Regions from separate parts of the Mus musculus genome. Here region 2 is linked to region 1. Evidence: chromatin contacts called from public Hi-C data. All regions are on one chromosome and are shown on one strand. The core of a region is the stretch at or near the end of the contact, and the rest is flanking DNA. Distances in the headings are between cores, read along the strand shown.

Region 1 (2,700 bases), core at 17-2,516:
GTCATCATCTGAAGACCCACTCCATGGGAAACGCTTCTGTCCTCCAGACAGAGGAGATGCTGAGTGGAAACACTAGGAACTGAAAGTACTGGAGAAGACAGAATCATGCCGTAAAACCAATCCATGGTTTGTTTCAATTTCAGGCTCTATGTTTACAGCAGAGGTCACACTGTATGCATGGGGACAAGGACAGCAGCAAGGAGGCCCCATTGCTACCCAAGGAGAGACATGATACCCTTTTGATTGTCTGCATGAAACCTGTGCAAGATGGGCCCTGTTGATCCCAGGATTCTCCATGAGGGTCTGTTGGCCAATATTGGTTGCTGGGAGAAAGAGAGACATTTTATATAGAAGAGTAGCTACTGGCAAAGTGCCATGTTCCTGAAAAGTAACTGATTAAACTCACTGGGGTGGGGGTGGGAACTGACATGAAAGTAGAAGGCAGTCTACTTGGGAAAAGGGATAAGAGGGGCGGGCATCAAAATGTATCCATAGATGCGTGATAATATCATAATGAAGGCCATTGTTGTGAATAATCAATATATACTAATAAAGACATTGTAAGTAAGCATCACAGAGGAAAAGGGACAGATTTTAATCTGGAGCTTTCAGTCTGGAAGAAATGGGGCTATTCTTAGCTAAAAGACACTAAAAAGGTACACCAGTGGCTAGTGTGTAACTCTTGACCACATGGGGGCATGAATTTCAGGCACTCGTAATCTGGAAGGCTATCATATGAGCTCAAAGAATTCCCTGTTAGCCTGCTTGGGTATGGAAATGGGTCTGGGTTCTGTGGGGCACGATCTTGCTTTTAACAGAGGAGAACTGAAGGCTTATGTTACCAAGTGCTACGGTGCCTGAAATGTACGGTGGCGTGCTCTGCAAGACTCCAGGGAGGGCAAGGCTGCTTCCTATCACTAGCGGAACCTGGGGCGAGGAGAAGATTGGTGCTGCTATGTTTCTCCACCGTGTTCCACCAGCATGACAATTTTCATAATTAAGAAAAATCCCGATTTTCCATAGAACAAATTTCCAGGAGGCTCAGCCATCTGGCACATAGGCATACGCCCAAAAGCAAGCAAGAGGACTGCTGAGCAGCCAGTCATGCCGCCACAGCGCCTGCCCGGCAGGCTGCGAGCCCGTGATGGGTACTTATTGATGGAACCTAGCATCCGCTCCTCTTCCATCTGCTCTGACTTCCATGAAGAGATCTGTGTGGCTTAGGAGAGGCTGACTCCACCCCACCTGGAACATTCCGTGCCTCTGACCAGAGACTCAAGGACACTGTGTATTCTGAGCCAGCCCAGTCACTTCAGTCTGAGCATGAATGAAGTCCCAGTCACCCCGGCAGGTCCTGGCAAACAGCCAGGGAACACAAGGGCCTGATAAAGCTGAACCCCACACAAAAAAGTGGAGCCCAAGGGCACCTTGGGAGCTCTGAGCATGTGTCACCTAAAACCAGCATCAAGTCGCTTATTAATCTGTGGCAGAAGTTGACAGAGTCACAAAATGATGACATGAGGCCCTCTGAGTCTGTAGGATGTGCCTGCCAACCCTCACTGGCAGGCACAGAGCAGGAGACTGTGTTACATGTGACACACACACACACACACACACACACACACACACACACACACAGCTACTCTAAAATAACTTGCTACTCTGAAATCACTTCCTAAGATTCAGGAGCATGGACCCTGCAAATGAAGAGTTGAAAGGGCAGCTGCAGGCAGGCACACCACCGCCACCACCACTGCCACCGCCAGCATCCACCAGCAAGCACTGACGGCACGCGAGCAGATGGACTCCTGGCGAGGGAGGAAGCCCAGATGCCTGGCCACATGCAGAACTGGGGAAATGCAAATTAAAGCCACAACAAGACGCCTCTTTACGCCCACTGGCTGGCAGAACCCCCAAACTAGGATAATATCAAGTGCTGGCAAAGACATCCAACCCCAAGAATGCTTCCACGTTGCTGCGGTGGGGAGGGGTGTATGGAATACTCTACGACAACAACAATGCACGTGTAAGGGCATGTGCATCCATGTGCACATGGGTATGGATCTGTACATGTGTTTATACACACTATGTGTTGCATGTATGTGTACATCTGTAAACATGCTGATTAAGTGTGATTATGCTGTGTATATGGATGTGTCTGCACTTGTGTGTATTAACACATAGGTAGGTAAGTATCAGGAGTATGTGTATACAAGGAGACATAGGCACGTGTATGTGCATTTTTGTTAGTGTCATGAGCATGTGTAAAGAAATAGATAGAGGCATGTGTATGTGCAAGTGTAGTCATAAGTATGCATATATGTGTATATATGCACATGTCTCTGTACAGATGTGGCAAAGCTCCAGCAATGTACACACACAGAGAGATGCGAGCATAGACATACACACACACACACACACACACACACACACACACACACATTCGAGTGCACTAATAGATAATTTTTAAAGTTATCGTAAGGTGGCTTCAATGGGTAAAGGTGCTTGCAGGGCTAGCCTATCTGAATTCCACCCCCAGAACCCGTGCAAAAGTGGAAGGCAAGCCAGGTAGGATGGCACAGGCCTTTAATCCCAGCGCTCAGAAGGCAGAGGTGGGATGACCACTGTACTGTGCGTTCCCAGGCCAGTCTGGTATACACAGTGAGAGACCCTGTCTCAAAACAAACAAACAACTAAACA
Region 2 (2,836 bases), core at 7-2,506, 110 kb before region 1:
CCTTCTGGGATGAAGCAAGAGTTTGGAGAGACAGTGGAGGCTGAACTCAGCCTACCAAAGACCTCCATCCCACTTGCAGAGCCAGCCCTGGGGCTCACCTCAGTGGGTCACCTCAAAGGACGTCTCCTGCCACCACTAGCATGGCCAGAATCAAGAGGATTTGAAGTGTCCTGTCCTTCCCTGGGGGACACTTGTCAAGCTCTCTGTAGCCTGTGGCCATGGCGAGGGGCTGTTCTGAGTGAGCGAGGATGTGTGGGTTTTTGCAGATGCCTTTGGTTCTCTGTGTCTGTTTCCTTTCCTAAAAAGAATCCATCCCAGGGCAGCATCTCTTATACATCTCCTCCCTCTGACCCTCCTCAGCCTGGTCCAGGGTGACTGTCTTTCTACAACTGCTAAACAGAAGCTAAACTCCAGCATGCCAGCATGTGTGAAGATGCTGGGATGCTGACACTTTTAAAATAACGTTTCTAATTGGGCTTGTCGCTCACTTTTCCCCACTGTTTTCATAAATTGCATTTAATTGTTTTCAGGTTGATTCTTCAAAAATAAATTGTTACCTAGAATCTCTGGGGTGCCTGCCCACACAGCGTCGGGCAAGACATCCCAGGGGCCTGGGACGTTTATTTCTGCTGTGTGTGTGTCTTGACGTGGGCGCTCTGCTCATACCTCTGAGGGGGCTGGGAATTTCTTCTGAAGTCCAGAGCTTTCAGTGAATCATGAGTGGTGCCCAGCCTGTGGGTGACAGTGACAGGGGTGCCAGCAGCAGACAGTGACGGAAGCCCAGCATGGCTCTTGTTCTGTGCATTTCACCTGGTGCCTCTTCACTGTTCCTGAAGGGGTGACTATACCCCCTTCATCAAGAAGGAAATAAAAAAAAAACACTCTCTCCTCCTCCCCCATCGGGTCCCTTCCTCAGCACCTCAGCAGAGCCTTACCAGGTGCCTGGCTCCCCTGCAGGCAGTCAAGGAGGCGGTATCCATGGCAACAGGGCCACCCGCCTCCTGGGCAGGGCCATCTTCTTGCAGAAGCCTTCCTGGCACAGGTCCAGGGCACAGTGCGCCCTGTCCACTGCTCAGATCCTGGATGCAGCCCCAGGCACCCATGGGAGCCCCCACCCTTGGGGGCCGTGGGAGGAATTTTAAACTCCTCAAGTATTCTTCAAAAGCACCCATGTGGTTAGTTAAGCCTCCTAAGATAATTACAGTGAAGCAATTACTTCTTTAAAGACATTTGGGGGTGTTAAGATCCTGGCTCCTATTTTTCATGATAACAGTGAGTCCTTTTGTGCCTGGAACCTGGTGAGTCTGTTCCCCACAGGTGCTTCTGGGATAGGGGTGCATCACATTCTCCTTATGCAGGCATGAGCGGCTCCCTCCCCCATACCCCCCCCCCCGCCCCACCCCAGCAGACCTCCAGTAAAGCAATGGAAGAAAGAGTCAGCGGTTTCTGAATCCCAGGAGAGGACAGAACAAACAGCAAAGTAAAGTATTTTCATAGTGTTGGCCGCAGCTTCCCCAGCCAAGACTGGCTGGAAGGAGCAACTGTACCCTGGTCCATCTCCTGTCCATTCTCCAGGCCACATTGCCTCTGAGGTGGAACAGAAGGCTGAGGTGCAGGTCCCCAAGGGCTTGCCACCAAGCATTCCTATAACCCTCCCTTTCTCTCGCTCTCTCTTTCTCTCTCTCTCTCTCTCTCTCTCTCTCACACACACACACACACACACACACACACACACACACACGTCTCCTAAGGTATCTGCCAGAGTCCATACTCTAAAGGCAGCAATGGGGTCTGTGAGCATCCCTGAGCCCCGTGTCAGAAAGCCTGTGAGGGTGTACACTACACAGGGGGGTGTTTGGAGAACACAGTGAAGCTTTATGAAGGAGGTGGCAGAGCCTCAGACCACTTCTAAGCAACAACACCTTTTCCCCCCTGATGTGCACTGCCGTGATGCCGGCCCTGCAGGGTGGGTGATGGTGAAAATGACAGAATAGGGACTCTGAGCTCAAACACTCAGCTTCCTCTAGAGAGCTTAGAAGCTCTTGAGGCGCCCCACCCCCCATAAGCCACCTGACCTGCTGGGGTGGTCTACTGCACCTGAGAGGTGGGAGATGTGGTGTGAAGCTGAAGCGACCACTCAGCCTAAACCAGGCCCATCCTCTACCTGACTAACCATGCACTTCCACTCAGTTCCACAGACATCTTTCCTGCCCAGCCCTCACCCAACTCCCTACTAGTCTTCCATCCATTCTCCACTTGACTGAATTCCTCCCTGCTTCCCTGCCCAGACTCCACCTCTAGCCCTGTGTTTATCTTCCTTCCTCCACCTGGAAGGTAATCTCCTGCCTCTTTACTGTAGCTTCCTCTCTGGTTTGTTTTCTCAGCATCACCTCTGCCCCCTGGTGGGCAACACCCAACTTCCATCTGATCTGACGGCCAGAATGCTTTCTTCTCAGAACCCCCAGGGGCTTTAGCAGACCCTTTGTCTGACCCTCCATAACTTATCCATCCCCATTCCTGTCCCTACAGGCAGTGAGACCTATCCCTGTTGCTGATGAATGGCTATCCTTCACTCTAGGCTGGCCTCAGAGGGACATCGACAAACTCACTTACACTCCCCCAAGCATGAGCCCCTTCTCACTCCTGCCCTGGGAGAGCCTTCCACTAAATGTGCTTTCTTCATTTTCCTAGCAAGGCCCACATCATCGAAGCCTCAGTCTCCAGAAGATGTCACAATTGCCAGCTTGGGCTGGACCATTGCGCCATCTGTAGAGTCAGCAGTCCCATTCAGGTCCCCACCCAGGATGGGGACAGGGGTCCCAGCCTTCAGCTTCCC

What was found. Hi-C and Micro-C count contacts between places; a contact is called where the count stands out from the background.
Region 2: a contact with region 1 is called in a Hi-C map of cerebral cortex, with 2.1 times the contacts expected there. The contact joins two enhancer-like sites. A contact is called at or near these places in 1 of 15 datasets of contacts at CTCF or cohesin (CD8 T cells) and 4 of 484 Hi-C or Micro-C datasets (cerebellar granule neurons, cerebral cortex, trophoblast stem cells and 1 more).

Annotation. Positions count from the first base shown.
Region 1 is chr5:35,136,852-35,139,551 of GRCm38.p6, reverse strand. No RefSeq gene overlaps it. Among named protein-coding and RNA genes, the nearest start is that of Gm31601, 23 kb to the left of the region's middle. Within about 2 kb of position 1,266, at least 44 of the 459 cell types and tissues checked have an H3K27ac peak or open chromatin away from gene starts, as enhancers often do. A contact at or near this core is called in cerebral cortex, where this site is marked.
Region 2 is chr5:35,243,956-35,246,791 of GRCm38.p6, reverse strand. The region is part of intron 2 of Gm40281 (a long non-coding RNA gene); the gene reads right to left. Among named protein-coding and RNA genes, the nearest start is that of Gm40281, 16 kb to the right of the region's middle. Within about 2 kb of position 1,256, at least 20 of the 459 cell types and tissues checked have an H3K27ac peak or open chromatin away from gene starts, as enhancers often do. A contact at or near this core is called in cerebral cortex, where this site is marked.